Regions from separate parts of the Mus musculus genome. Here region 2 is linked to region 1. The links are chromatin contacts, called in public Hi-C maps. All regions are on one chromosome and are shown on one strand. Each heading gives the region's core, a stretch centred on a gene start, on an enhancer-like site or on the middle of the called end of the contact. The rest is flanking DNA. Distances are from core to core; before and after follow the strand shown.

The links. A called contact is a pair of places that touch in the nucleus more often than the background predicts.
Region 2: a Hi-C map of the N1E-115 cell line shows a contact between it and region 1, with 14 times the contacts expected there. The contact joins the enhancer-like site here to the promoter of Emsy in region 1. A contact is called at or near these places in 1 of 39 promoter capture datasets (the 3T3-L1 cell line), 1 of 484 Hi-C or Micro-C datasets (the N1E-115 cell line), 3 of 115 datasets of contacts at active chromatin or transcription factors (the SCID.adh cell line, embryonic stem cells and fibro-adipogenic progenitors) and 1 of 9 other capture datasets (liver).

The regions. Positions count from the first base shown.
Region 1 is chr7:98,652,869-98,658,816 of GRCm38.p6, forward strand. It overlaps Emsy (EMSY, BRCA2-interacting transcriptional repressor), which reads right to left and starts at 3,701. Exons shown (of 20, transcript NM_172280.2): 1 at 3,606-3,701; 2 at 1,876-1,984. The coding sequence starts at 1,945.
Region 2 is chr7:98,737,788-98,743,735 of GRCm38.p6, forward strand. No RefSeq gene overlaps it. Among named protein-coding and RNA genes, the nearest start is that of Gm19656, 14 kb to the left of the region's middle. Within about 2 kb of position 2,819, at least 11 of the 459 cell types and tissues checked have an H3K27ac peak or open chromatin away from gene starts, as enhancers often do. A contact at or near this core is called in the N1E-115 cell line, where this site is marked.

The DNA of each region.
Region 1 (5,948 bases), core at 2,451-4,950:
TGGACCCACTGCTTGGCCTGGGCATACATATTAGCCCCATCGTGGTAACAACACAATGGCACACATTGCTTTTATAAAGTGGCATCTTGTGGGTGGTAGCTTTTCAGATATAACCTTGATAGCCTGAGCAGTTTCACGGGCGTTCATTCTTGATCACCAAAACTTTAACCTCTTGATGTGGGTGATTTTATAGGGTCTTGTGGTCAAGCCATTTTTATACATTACTCAAATCACTTCTGGGAAAAGCTAGAGATAAAATTAGACTTAAAGGTTACTAATTTTATATTTAAACATAAACCCTTGATTTAAGGCTCCCAAAACCCAGAAACTTCAGTCCAATCTACTGTCTTTGGGATCTATTTATCTAGTATTCTTAACTCTGAGAGAAATGGAGTTCAACTTTATAACCAACAGCAGGTTACATTAGTGCATGTGTATAGCCAAACACCTTCAAAGTAGTGATAAAAGTTTACATGCAAGCTTAAAAGACTGTCTCCCTGAAAGTGCACTCTTCAGATAGCTAAAACAAGGTTACGTAGTTGGAAATCCTGAATGGGATATTCGCAGCCGATACACAAAAGCTACAATTTTATCTGATCTACATAAAAGAATTTTGCAAAGATTTCCTCTGAAGGAAAGCATTAGTGGCCTACAAATACGCCTGAAAGTAACTGCTTTAAACACTGTATTATCAGATGTAGACCACAATGAGAGGCTTTTTATTTAATTAATATTCATTACCAAGACACTGATGATCCCTTCCAAATTATCTGTCACTTCTTTCATTTAGTACAGTGCCTCAGGCCACAGTAATAAATAAACCAGGGCCCTTATAATCTAAAACAGCATATTCATGAATATTCATTTGAAACCAAAGATTCAAATGATGAGAGTAAATCTTTTTCCCAATATACCCAAGAATGGCATGTGGCTAACGCCACTCTACACACATGGGGATGACATTAGTTCCTTGCACAAACATATGCTTTAGCATTAGGGCTTGCTTTTCTCCCTAAATACTTGTTGAAAAGAGCTGCTATAGGGGGGTAAAAAAGAAGCATTAGTCAAATTTAAATATAATGGGTATCTTATCAATTACAGTAAGAAATAACTGGGAAACTAGGCAGCTTGACTTAACTTAAAATCCAGAAAAGGCATGTTTCTCACATACTCAGTTAGTAGTATCCCAATATAAGCAAAACACAAAAAAAAATTACGTAGAGCAGCAGCTTTCAACCTGTGACCACTCAACCTGTGAGCACAACTCCTTTAGAGGTCAAATGACCTTTTACAGCGGCTACCTAAGACACAGATATTTACATTAAAATTCATAACAGTAGCAAAACTACAGTTATGAAGTAGCAACAAAAGAATTTTATGGTTGGGGGTGACCACAATGTCAGGAACTGTATTAAAGGGTCACAGCATTAGGAAGGTTGAGAAGCACAATGCTAGAAGTCAAATACTGACTGTATGACTTAATGGGAGTACTGCCTCATGTCTAAACTTCCTATGTAAAAAGGGGACCAAAACCAAACCAAACCAAAGCAATCCACCTTTGGGGCTTGAGTGTTATGTGAGATGTATAAGGAGAAGGCTTCCCATTTGTCATGGCTCCTTGTGTCATAACTCCTCCATCTCGTGTACAAATCATTCTAGGTCCTGAGGACTATGCCACCAACAGCCATGACCAAGCAGAAAAAGAAAAGGTCACAGAGAAATATAAAATATCAAAAATAAAACGGGCAGGCACGGCCAAGCACACCTGTGGTCCCATCACACGGGAAGCTGAGGAAGGAGACCGACATGATTCTGAAGACAGCCTGGGCTATGGAGTGAGAACCCGGCTTAGAACAAAAACAACAAAAAGCATACCCAATTTTCGAAGAATCCGTTTGCATTCATCCCTGCTGAGATCCAAAAGGGTTGGCCACACAACAGGCATTGCTGCTTCTGTCTGGTAGCCCCAAAGAGCTTGTCCTCCCTATCAGAGGAAAAACAAATCACATTACCAATGTATACGCAAGGATATAGAAAGCCTTCGACTGGCTACAAACTAAGATTGAAAAGATAACTCATACCATTTTCATCTCCACACTCCAGCTCCTGACAAAGGAAAAAAAACACCATTTGAGAGCACAATGACCCAGCTCATACTAACAGGGGAAAGAACAGGTTTTAAAGTCAAACACTTCTTGGTTCCAGTTCCAGCTTTACAACATAATTAGTTGTTTCATCCTTGTGAATTGGCCTCTCTGAACCCAATTTGTATGCCTTTATTTTAAAAAAAAAAAAAAAAAAAGTAATCCCAAGTTTGTTTCAAGTATTATTTAGAAAACAGGGCAAGCCAAGTTCTGTCATAGTGGCTGGCATATGACTTGCCAAACAGACTCTACCACCTGTGCAACCTTGGACAAGTGATTTGACCTCTGCCAGTTTCCTTAATAATAAGTTAGGAGATAAAATAAGCAAACGGTGGAGCATGTCATTTGGATAAATGAAACTCAATAACTCTTTTCTCAAGTTTTGGCAGTAAAAAAAGAGTCATTTCGACCAGTTACCAAAAGTTTAAAAGCCTAGAATTTCGCACTGTGAATTCCTTGGTCAAACAAAACTACACTACAGGTTGAGAACTCAGTAGATCTTCCTTAACATCTGTTAAACTGATAAATGGATGGTCAGCAGCAGAGTAGAATGAATGAATGAGCCAGCCTAAGAGTCAAACACTAAACCGATATGACTCTTCAACTGCGTTCCAGGCTCTGGGTTGCTAACTCCAACTCTTGGCCTCAAGTGGAGCCCCCTTCCCCCTACTTCCCATAGTCCTCTGAGCTCAGAACCAACTCTGAGCGAGCCAAACTGGATGGCGCGCCCCAGCTGGCAGGATGACATAAAGAAAGGGGGTGGAGAGGAGGAAGGGGCAGAGCCAAAGGAATCCGCTCGCTCCCCAAGCCAGTCCCCGCCTCCCGGTAGAATCTCGGAGGCGGCCGGCGACCGCCCGAATCGGGTACCACGTCACGGCATCCCAAAGCATCCCCTCCAGGGAAACGCACGGCGGGGCCGCACAGCAAAGGAAAGCCGGGCAGCAGAAGCCGGAGCGTGCTCCCGGCACCGGGGTCGCACCGACTCCGTCCCCCGCTCAAGTGTCAGCAGGCAGCCCGCCCCGCCCCCTCTCTAAACACGCACTCGCTCACAGCACCACAACAAGAGCAGCCCGCCCGGCTCCTCGCCCGCGCGGCTCCGAGCGGGTTCCAATGTCAAGCCCGCGCCCCCGCGGCCAGCAGCCAGTCTTGGGAACCCTGGCCAGCGTCCGCGCCTCGCGCACTCCTCAGCGGAGACGACAACGGAGAAAAAGCGGGGGCACGGACAGACAGTCAGACAACCCGGAGTCGCCTCGGGGCTCCTAGACCTCGACCTCCGGCGTCCCATCACCAGGCATGCCGGAGTCGCCCTCAGTCCACTTGAGGGAGCCCCGCGATCCCGTTAGGAAACAACGGAGGATGGGGCTGACCGACCCAAGCCGGGCTCCCCGTGCCTGGCCAAGCGCTCCCCTACCCTGGATAGCCTGCCAGCTTTTCCCAGGACCCTGCCTGAGAGACACCCACCTGCCCGGCCTTTCGGGGCTCATCTAAAAGGCTCCTCCGCCAAGACTAGGGGACACCAGGAATTAGGTTTGTTTGCGGTGCCTCAGAAGGGGCAAGATGGCGACAGATACCAGAGCGCAGGCGCAGGCGCGCGCGGCTCGCCGGGAGGTGTAGTTCGCCTTTCCCGCCTTTTGAGAAACGAGCACTCAAAAGCCTCCATTCTTCCTGTCCCTTTTCCTCTGCCTTTTGAAAGGAAAGGGCGGACAACGCGGGTCCTAGTGGGAGTTGTAGTCCGAGTCCAACCTCGCTCCTCTTTCTCTTGCTGCTTGCTGGTCACATGCGCAAGGAAGTCTGGGAGTGTAGTTCCTTTCGGCTTCTACATTACCCTCCAGTCTCCAGCTTCGCGCGCCTATCCTCCGGTCTTTCCCAGCCAATCAGCTGCTCTTTCGGCTGTACGTGTGGCGTCACACGTAGCGGTCAAGATGGCGTCTGTAATTGGAGCTGAGCTTCGACCTTTTCACTCTAGCGAGGGTTGGGATGAAAAGAACACAGCTTGGTCCCTGATGCCCAGTTGAGGATTAAGATCTGGTTCCGTAGACGCTTGGGAGTAGTCATCAGCGTCTTCCAGCCACCCAAACGACAACTCAAGAAAGGTTATCCACTACGGAGAGAGAAGACCTCACAGTGGCCCGTACACCTTTCTCGGTGTTAGGAGTTGCAAGTGGAGGAAAGGAATCCGAGCGGTCTCAGCTTGGAGTTACGCCATGTACGAAGTAGGAGAGGTAGTGATATCTCGTGCAAAATCTGACAAAGGGAAGAAGGGACTTACTTGAGGCACTACGACATGGTAGGTTCACCATCAGCCTTTGTTCTTAACCACACAATGTTGTGGAGGCCTTGTGCCCCTATTTTACAGATCGATAGGGACCCAATATATTGTTTCTCTGATCCAAGAACTCAAAGTTAATTTCTAGTATTATAAATCCCATCGAATTTTGTTGTGTCCTCCCTCTAAATAAAGAACTCTGGTAGCATCGGATGCAATGAAAGTGCAAATCTTGAGGAATTGTTAGTGTGCATCCTTCTGTTAGCAGATTCCCGTGAAAACTAGGGTAACCACTGGGAGGACATCTAGCTCAATGGCAGATTGCTTGTCAAGTATGTGCAAGACCTGGAGACCTGAATCGGATTCCTAGCACTAAGGGATGTTAGGATGGACACACGAGAAAAACTACCCTGTGGGAATATTAAGATACACAACGTGAATGAAAGTTCTTTTCCTAGTTCATTATGAATTACATTTATAATCTCAGCACTGTAGAAGTGGAAGAAGATGAGGAATGCAGGGTCAGACTGGACTGCAAGAGACACCGAGACCAAAACAAGAAAAAAGAAGAAGTTTTTAAGTAAATTGTGAACCACTGCATATGAGTCTACTCCTGCTCCTGAATGGAGCTGTAGGTTAGTCAGAAATAAAAAGGACCATTTCCTATACAGCTCTCCTGGCCTTCTTATTGCACCCTATTTTGAGGTCAGTTTCTTAAGAATACCTTGCAAGGTAGTAAATTAAGTCTTCTCGAGACAGGAATCAAAGGTGTACACCACCACCACCTCACTGGTAAATTAAGTTTTAATAGGAGGTTTTGTAATTTAACAGACATTCTATGATTTGACTCTTGCAGCATCTCCGTGAGACAGGCGTAATTAAGCTTCACCACTCTATAAATGGGAAAGCACAGTTGTTCAGGAACTGGTGAACTGAGAGGGTTCACATAGTAGAGCCCTGTCTCTAAAGAGCTGGAGAAATGGCTCAGTGCTTAAGAGCACTGGCCTCTCTTCCAGAGAAGCTGGGTTCTATTCCCAGCACCCATATGGCTCACAACCATTAATTCAGTTACAGGAGTACCTTAGGCACTGGACACATGTAGTATACAGATATCCACGCAGGCAAAATACCCAGACACCGAAAGTAAATCTTTTAAGACAACAAAAACTTTTACAGTAAGTCAAAAATAAGTGACAGATTATTAGAGTTGACCCTCCATCTCTTACATAATAGGTCCTTGGTACGGGTTAAAAAGCATCCCTAAGGTCCCACATAAGTAGATTGATAAAACAAGAATTTAAGTTTTGGCAGCCTGGGGTTGACGAGAAGGTTCAACAAGTGTTGTGTGTCTGTCTTGCAAGCCTGATGACCTGAATTCAATCCTCCAGTGATAGTGGGAGAACTGGCTTCACAGAAGTTTCCTCTGATCTCCAACGTACACACACACACACACACACACAATGAGAAAACTCTACCTGTTATATATAGGCAGCTTGGTCCTAGAGTCTACCTTCAGCCAGTAGTACCTCTCAAGATTT
Region 2 (5,948 bases), core at 1,569-4,068, 84 kb after region 1:
TGCAATCTTTTGAGTTCAGTTGTGCACATATAGGTTTTGGAAAGTCTTGAAACCTTGTAACATCCCTTTTCACTCTAAGGGGACAACAGCTTTTAACTTTAAATTATTTAGCTTCCCTCTCCCTCTTCCCCCTCTCTCTGATGTGTGTGCACGTGTGTGTGTGTGTGTGTGTGTGTGTGTGTGTGTGTGTGTGTGTGTGTGTGTGTGTGTGTTTACAGGCCAGAAATCAACCCTGGTGTTATTCTTCAGGTGCTGTCCATCTTGAGATAGCATCTCTCACTGGCACCTGACCTTCACCAATTAAGTTAGGCTGGTCAGTCACTGTGTCTCTGAGATCTGCCCTGTCCCTGCCTCCCCAGCTGCTTCTTGACCTGTCATCCCCTCCCCTTGTTATCTCTACAGCCACCTGTACAGTCTGTGTCTCCCCACTTCTTGGCATAATTGCATCACAACTTTGGCTACCAGAACTCTTTGCAGCAACCGATCGAGGCAACGCTGCTGACAACACAGGCATGTAGTGTTCTGTGATTACTTTTCTGTCCCTGCACAGCAGATGCAGTAGCATCAGTCTCAGCATGTTTCAATGTGCACTGGTGTTTATTGGAAGGCTCTCCCAGCCTCCCAACCCTCCCAGCCCCCCAGCCTCCCAGCCTCCCAGCCTGTATAATCAGGATGAGTTGCTTTCCATCCTAAGTCCTCTGGCCTCCACCATCCTTTTCCTGCTCTCCCAGCCACATTCTTTCTTGGGTGCTGCATTCCTCTCTACTTTGGTTCATGTTCTCATCTCGTCTGAAGCGTGACTCCAGTGGGAATAAGAAGACAACTTGCAAGAGTCCGTTCTCTCCTTCCACCATGTGAGTCCCTGTTGCTAAAATCCTTCCTTGGAGGAAGACATAAACTATGTCTCCCTCCCTCTACGATTCTAATGATGAACAAAAACTTTATTTCACTGAAGCTCATGCTGGGGAACCAATGAGTTTATGGGGCTTATTTCCAGGGCATGCACAGATGAGGAGCTGCTTATAGGAGAGTGGATGACTCCAAAGCAGTCACCCTGATTGTTCCCATAGCAACATATGTGGAGTCTTCTTCCCCTAGAGTTTTGAGCCTATATACTGCAGCAAAAGGTCATGTTCAATTAGGGCTGAATGGCATATAGAGGGCTGGGAAGAATGGCTGGTACTCATAGGATGATCCACTGACCCCACCAACTCTTTCCCAGAGGGAATCTCCACAGGCCAGATTGTGCTGAACTCTCTCACAAGCAAGCACAGCTAATTTAACAAAGATGGAAGCAGTCTGGCTCAAAGGATAGCACCTTTCAGTAGCCTTCCAAAGAATTGAATCAGGCTCAGGCAAGCGCCCTTACCTGGTGAGCCATCCTTGCTGACCTGGGGCGGCTTCCATCATAAGCTCCTGTCTTGTTGACCGTCAGTGTTTCCGACTAGCCTTCCATTGCTCTGGCTATCTGGGCTGAATCCCCTTACATCCTCATTATCCCCTCTCTTCTGGTTTCTCTTCATCATTCTGCTCTGTTTTCCTCCAAACTTTCTTCCAATTGTTCTTCTTAATTCCCCCTTTTTGCTATTTTATATTTAACGCCCAAGAGTTCTTGTTTTGTAGCATCCCATTCTTGTTCAATGACTATAATACCTCGATTTTTAGAGCACTAATTACTCTTTTCTGTTTGAAGCCTGCTTCATGTCGACTCCCTTATCTAGATTCCTTTTTAGTTCTCCCTGGGATTTTGATGTTACTTTGCCTTTTATCCTTTAAAACCTTTGACTCTCCCACTGGGGGTGTCCCCAAGTGCCTGCTCATCTCTGTGCTTGTGTCTAAGAATGGAACACTACAGCACAGGCTTGGTTCTCTGGGAACAGAATAGAGTTGCATGCAGGATCTGGTTGAGGCACTTCAAAGACTGATGAAGAGAAAAGCTCCTGCCTGAGCTCTTGTGTCAATTCCTCCTGGACCATTTGTTGCTATTGTGCAGAGGGGTGGCATGGGAAAACTTGGAATCTACCCCTTCCAACGTTAACACATATTTATTTTTATTTTATGTACGTGAGTGCTTCCCCTGCATGTATGTATGTGTGCTACGTTCATGCGTGGTACCCACGGAGTTCAGAGGAAGGCATCCAATCTCCCGGAATGGAAGTTATAGACACTTATGAACCACCATGTGGGTGCCCAGAACTGAACCCTGATCCTCTGCAAGAACAGAAAGTGCTCTTAACCACTGAGCCACCTCTGCAGCCCAGGAATCTGTTTCTTAAATAGATTTCCATGCAGTCTTTGTGTCGTTAGCTCCTGCCCAGTTCCAGAAGTACCAGCACAGCAGATTCCAGAAGCATCCAAGGGTTTCCAGTGTGCCCTGAACTGCTTTCCTCCCCTTTCTTGCCTGTCTGGGACTCAGCCACCGACCATCCCTGGTCCTATGGGTCTGCTTGCCAATGTTTTGATAAATCCCTTTGTGTTGATTTAATTGATTTCAGAAAAGACCACAGGGCAATTTACCTCACTTCAGTTTTTAAAGGAAAAGCAATAACACAGTCTGTGCAAGGATTATTTACTGCCCGTTTATAAACATCAACAAAGTGTGGCCAGACCTTGGGGGAGGGGTAGGAAACTTTCCACTCCACCTTACCCCACCCCCACCCCCGTGAATGCCCAAGTCCAAATCCACTTCTTGTGATGCCTTCCTGTCTCCCAAGCTCAAACTCCCGGGTGGCCTGACCTGATTGGGCCAACCCAGTGGCAGATGTTACAGTCCCTTGCAGATGTCAGCTCATTTACACATTTCTGAGCTACAGGGCTCAGGAAGTTGATCCACAGACCAAGATCCCACAGCTCTGAGAGAAATTTGAGCTCAGGGCTGTCTCCTCCCTCTAGGCCCTCTGTCATTGCTGACTTTGAGGTACCCTGGAGGAAGAAGTTACACGTTCTGGTGAGAAAATGGCACGTGTACTAAGTCAGCCTAGACCCAGGGAAAGCCTACAGATTTGGGAAGGGGGAGGAGAAGGGGGTGGGTGTGGCTCAGAGGAAGAGGGGGATCTTCATTCCCTGAGATTGGCTCAGGGTGGTGTTACAGGAGGGACTGACTGCTGAGCCTATCACCCACCCTCAGCCTGGCTTCTCTCATAGAGAACCAGCAATGACTGGAATAATAATGAGAGTTGGGGAGAAATTTGCAAGGCACTTTCATCAGATCTCTGATATTACAGGAGCTGGACAGCATCTCTCTTTGAGGCAAGAGGAAACCAGAACGCAGAGGTTAACTTCCCAGCTGCAGAACTCTGCTCCTGGATTCAAACCCTTCCCTTCTAAGCCCAGCCCTTCGCATCCCCACCCTGTCTGGTCTAGTTTTATCATCTCATCAGCCCAGGGAACTTCCTAATGCATTCAACATGTATGTGGAGCATGGGCTGCCTGCTTGTCTTAGTCTCTAGGAGATGGCCTGGAATCTCTGTGTTGGCAACTGTCCCCACACCCCCACACCCCCCCGCCCCCGTGATTACCTTTTCTCTTTCATTATAATTTAGCTTTGAGACGGGGGTCTCATATAGCCCAGGCTGGCCTCTGACTTGTAGATGACCTTAAACTCTTGATCCTCTTGTCTCTACCCCCTGATTGCTAGGATTACAGGACTGTGTCATTATGCCTGCTTTCACCTGGTGCTGGGGATCAAACCCAGGGCCTCATGCATGCTGAGCAAGCAGTTCATGAACTTAGAGCTACTTCCACAGCCTCCACTGCAGCTGGCCTTGGCCTGTAAAGCAATGGGTTCATTGTGACACAATGAACTTCATGTGTGCACCTGTGGTACCTCACTCTTGACTATTTTCTTACGCTCCTCCCCCAGGCTCGTCCCCTCTTCTCTCATGGTCCCCATCTACATTTATGCTGCATTTTCTAGATCCTGGATACAAAAGAAGACACAGTGCTTGTCTTTGCGCTTGGTTATTCTGCATGTCATAATGATTCCCAGGTCCATCGTTTTTCCTGCAGGTACAACTGAACAAGAATAACCCTGTGCTCATCTGCTCACGGTGTCTTCACGCATTCATCTATAAGAGGCCAACCCCAGGATTTGCTTGTTGTTACTAGTGTCACTGTAAACACAGATGTGAAGGAATTTTAATTACATGCTGGCCTTCAGTCCCTTTGAGTGTTTACCCAGGAGAAGCACAGCTGGAGCACATGACAGTTCTTTTTAGTTTTTCCAGGAACCTCCATACTGACTTCCGTAGTGGCTACAATCATTTACAATCCCATCAGCAGTGTATACAGTGGTTCCCAACCTTCCTAACGCTGTGACCCTTTAATACACTCCCTCGTGTTGTGGGGACCCCACCCCTGCCATAAAATATTTCGTTGCTACTCCATAACTGTGATTTTGCTGCTGTTATGAGTCGTTATGTACAGGATATACAGGATATTGACATGTGACTCCTTCTCGACCCACAGGTTGAGAACCTCTGATGTAAGAGCTCCTCTCACCCCATGCCTGTGCTCTTTCTTAGTTGCTTTCTTGATGATAGCTGTCCTGAGGTGAGACGGATTCTCCTTGTAGTTTTGATCTGTATTTTCCTGACAGTTACAGATGCTGAACACGCGTTTGTGTGTGTATTGGCTATCCGTTGTGCTCATCTAAGTGTGAGCTACCCCTCAGCCTACAGCGCTGCCAAAGGCGAAGTGAATAGAGCAGGCCCTTCTCTCTGGCCTTGGGATGCTTCAGTTTCCCAACTGGGAAGTGAGCACAGTAACTGGACTCAAGTGGAAGTGCCTCTGCCCAGCCACCTACACAGAGGAGTGCATACCTGCCTTCCTAAAAGGCTGCCCGCACAATGCCCCCCCCCCACAATCCTCCCCTGCCACCACAAGCAATCATGGTCAGTCAGCACAGGTCAGCATGGCATGTGATGAGGATGGGGGCTCTTCACTTCCAGGTTGAGGATCAGTAAGACTTGGAGGGGGGCTCAGGGTCACCTCCACAATCCACTGAGACGCCCCATCTCCCACTGAGGACAGTGGGGTACCAGGGTGCAAGGTGCTTCCTGAGGTCTTGAATCCTCCACACCCTCTCCTCCAGCCCCTGAAGCAGCCAGTAGATGTTCTTGGGCTTGTAGGGATGTGTGTGTGTGGGGGGGGGGCAGCTTTTCAGTGCACCTTCTGTCCCGACCACCAGAAGCCCTGGTATCCATACTGCACAGTGTGGGGTGTGCAGGCCCAATGGGTGGGTAGGCTTTTTTGAAAACAGTTAAGGAAAGTTTTGAAAGACAAAGAATTCAAAGGGCAGCATATGCAAAGACCAAGAGGTGGCCTCTGACAGATGTGTGTCACTGTGCATCATTGAAATACTGAGTTTGGAGGGCAGCACGCTGGAAAGAGCCGACCAGTTTGTGGCCTTGGAAAAACTACTAGAGAAGCTGGGCTCTCCAGTCTTCACTTGACAAGAATGAGACCCAGTGCCTGGGGCCAAGGTAGCAGCAGTGGGAAATCAGAGAAGGAGTGGGCTTTTCCACATAGACTGGCTGTGGGGCCAGAGAGAATGAACTGAACAGAATGGAGGCTCATCCCTGGAGGAAGCAAGGGGAGGTGATGCTTTCCCACACCGTGTGCTCCTGGAAAGAGCTGATGTGCTCAGAGTCCTCCTAGAGGCCTGGGCTGAGGAGGGGCCAGATGTGCTTCAGTCCACAGGGATTTGGGTCCAAAAGCCTGAACCTGGTGGGCTTTTCCAGATGGGCAGTAGGTGGCGCTGTAGCTCTGTACATGCAGTCTACTGGACTAGGTTACCTGCCCTCACCTGAGGGTGGGTGAGGCCCTCTAACTCCAGAGCCCGTACTTTGAGAAAGGATGGATTGTGGGGACCAGGGGGAGGTGAATGCCCCCACTCCTGAAGCATGAAAGGCCAGTACTTTAAAGCCTCTTGAGGACAGTGGTATGAG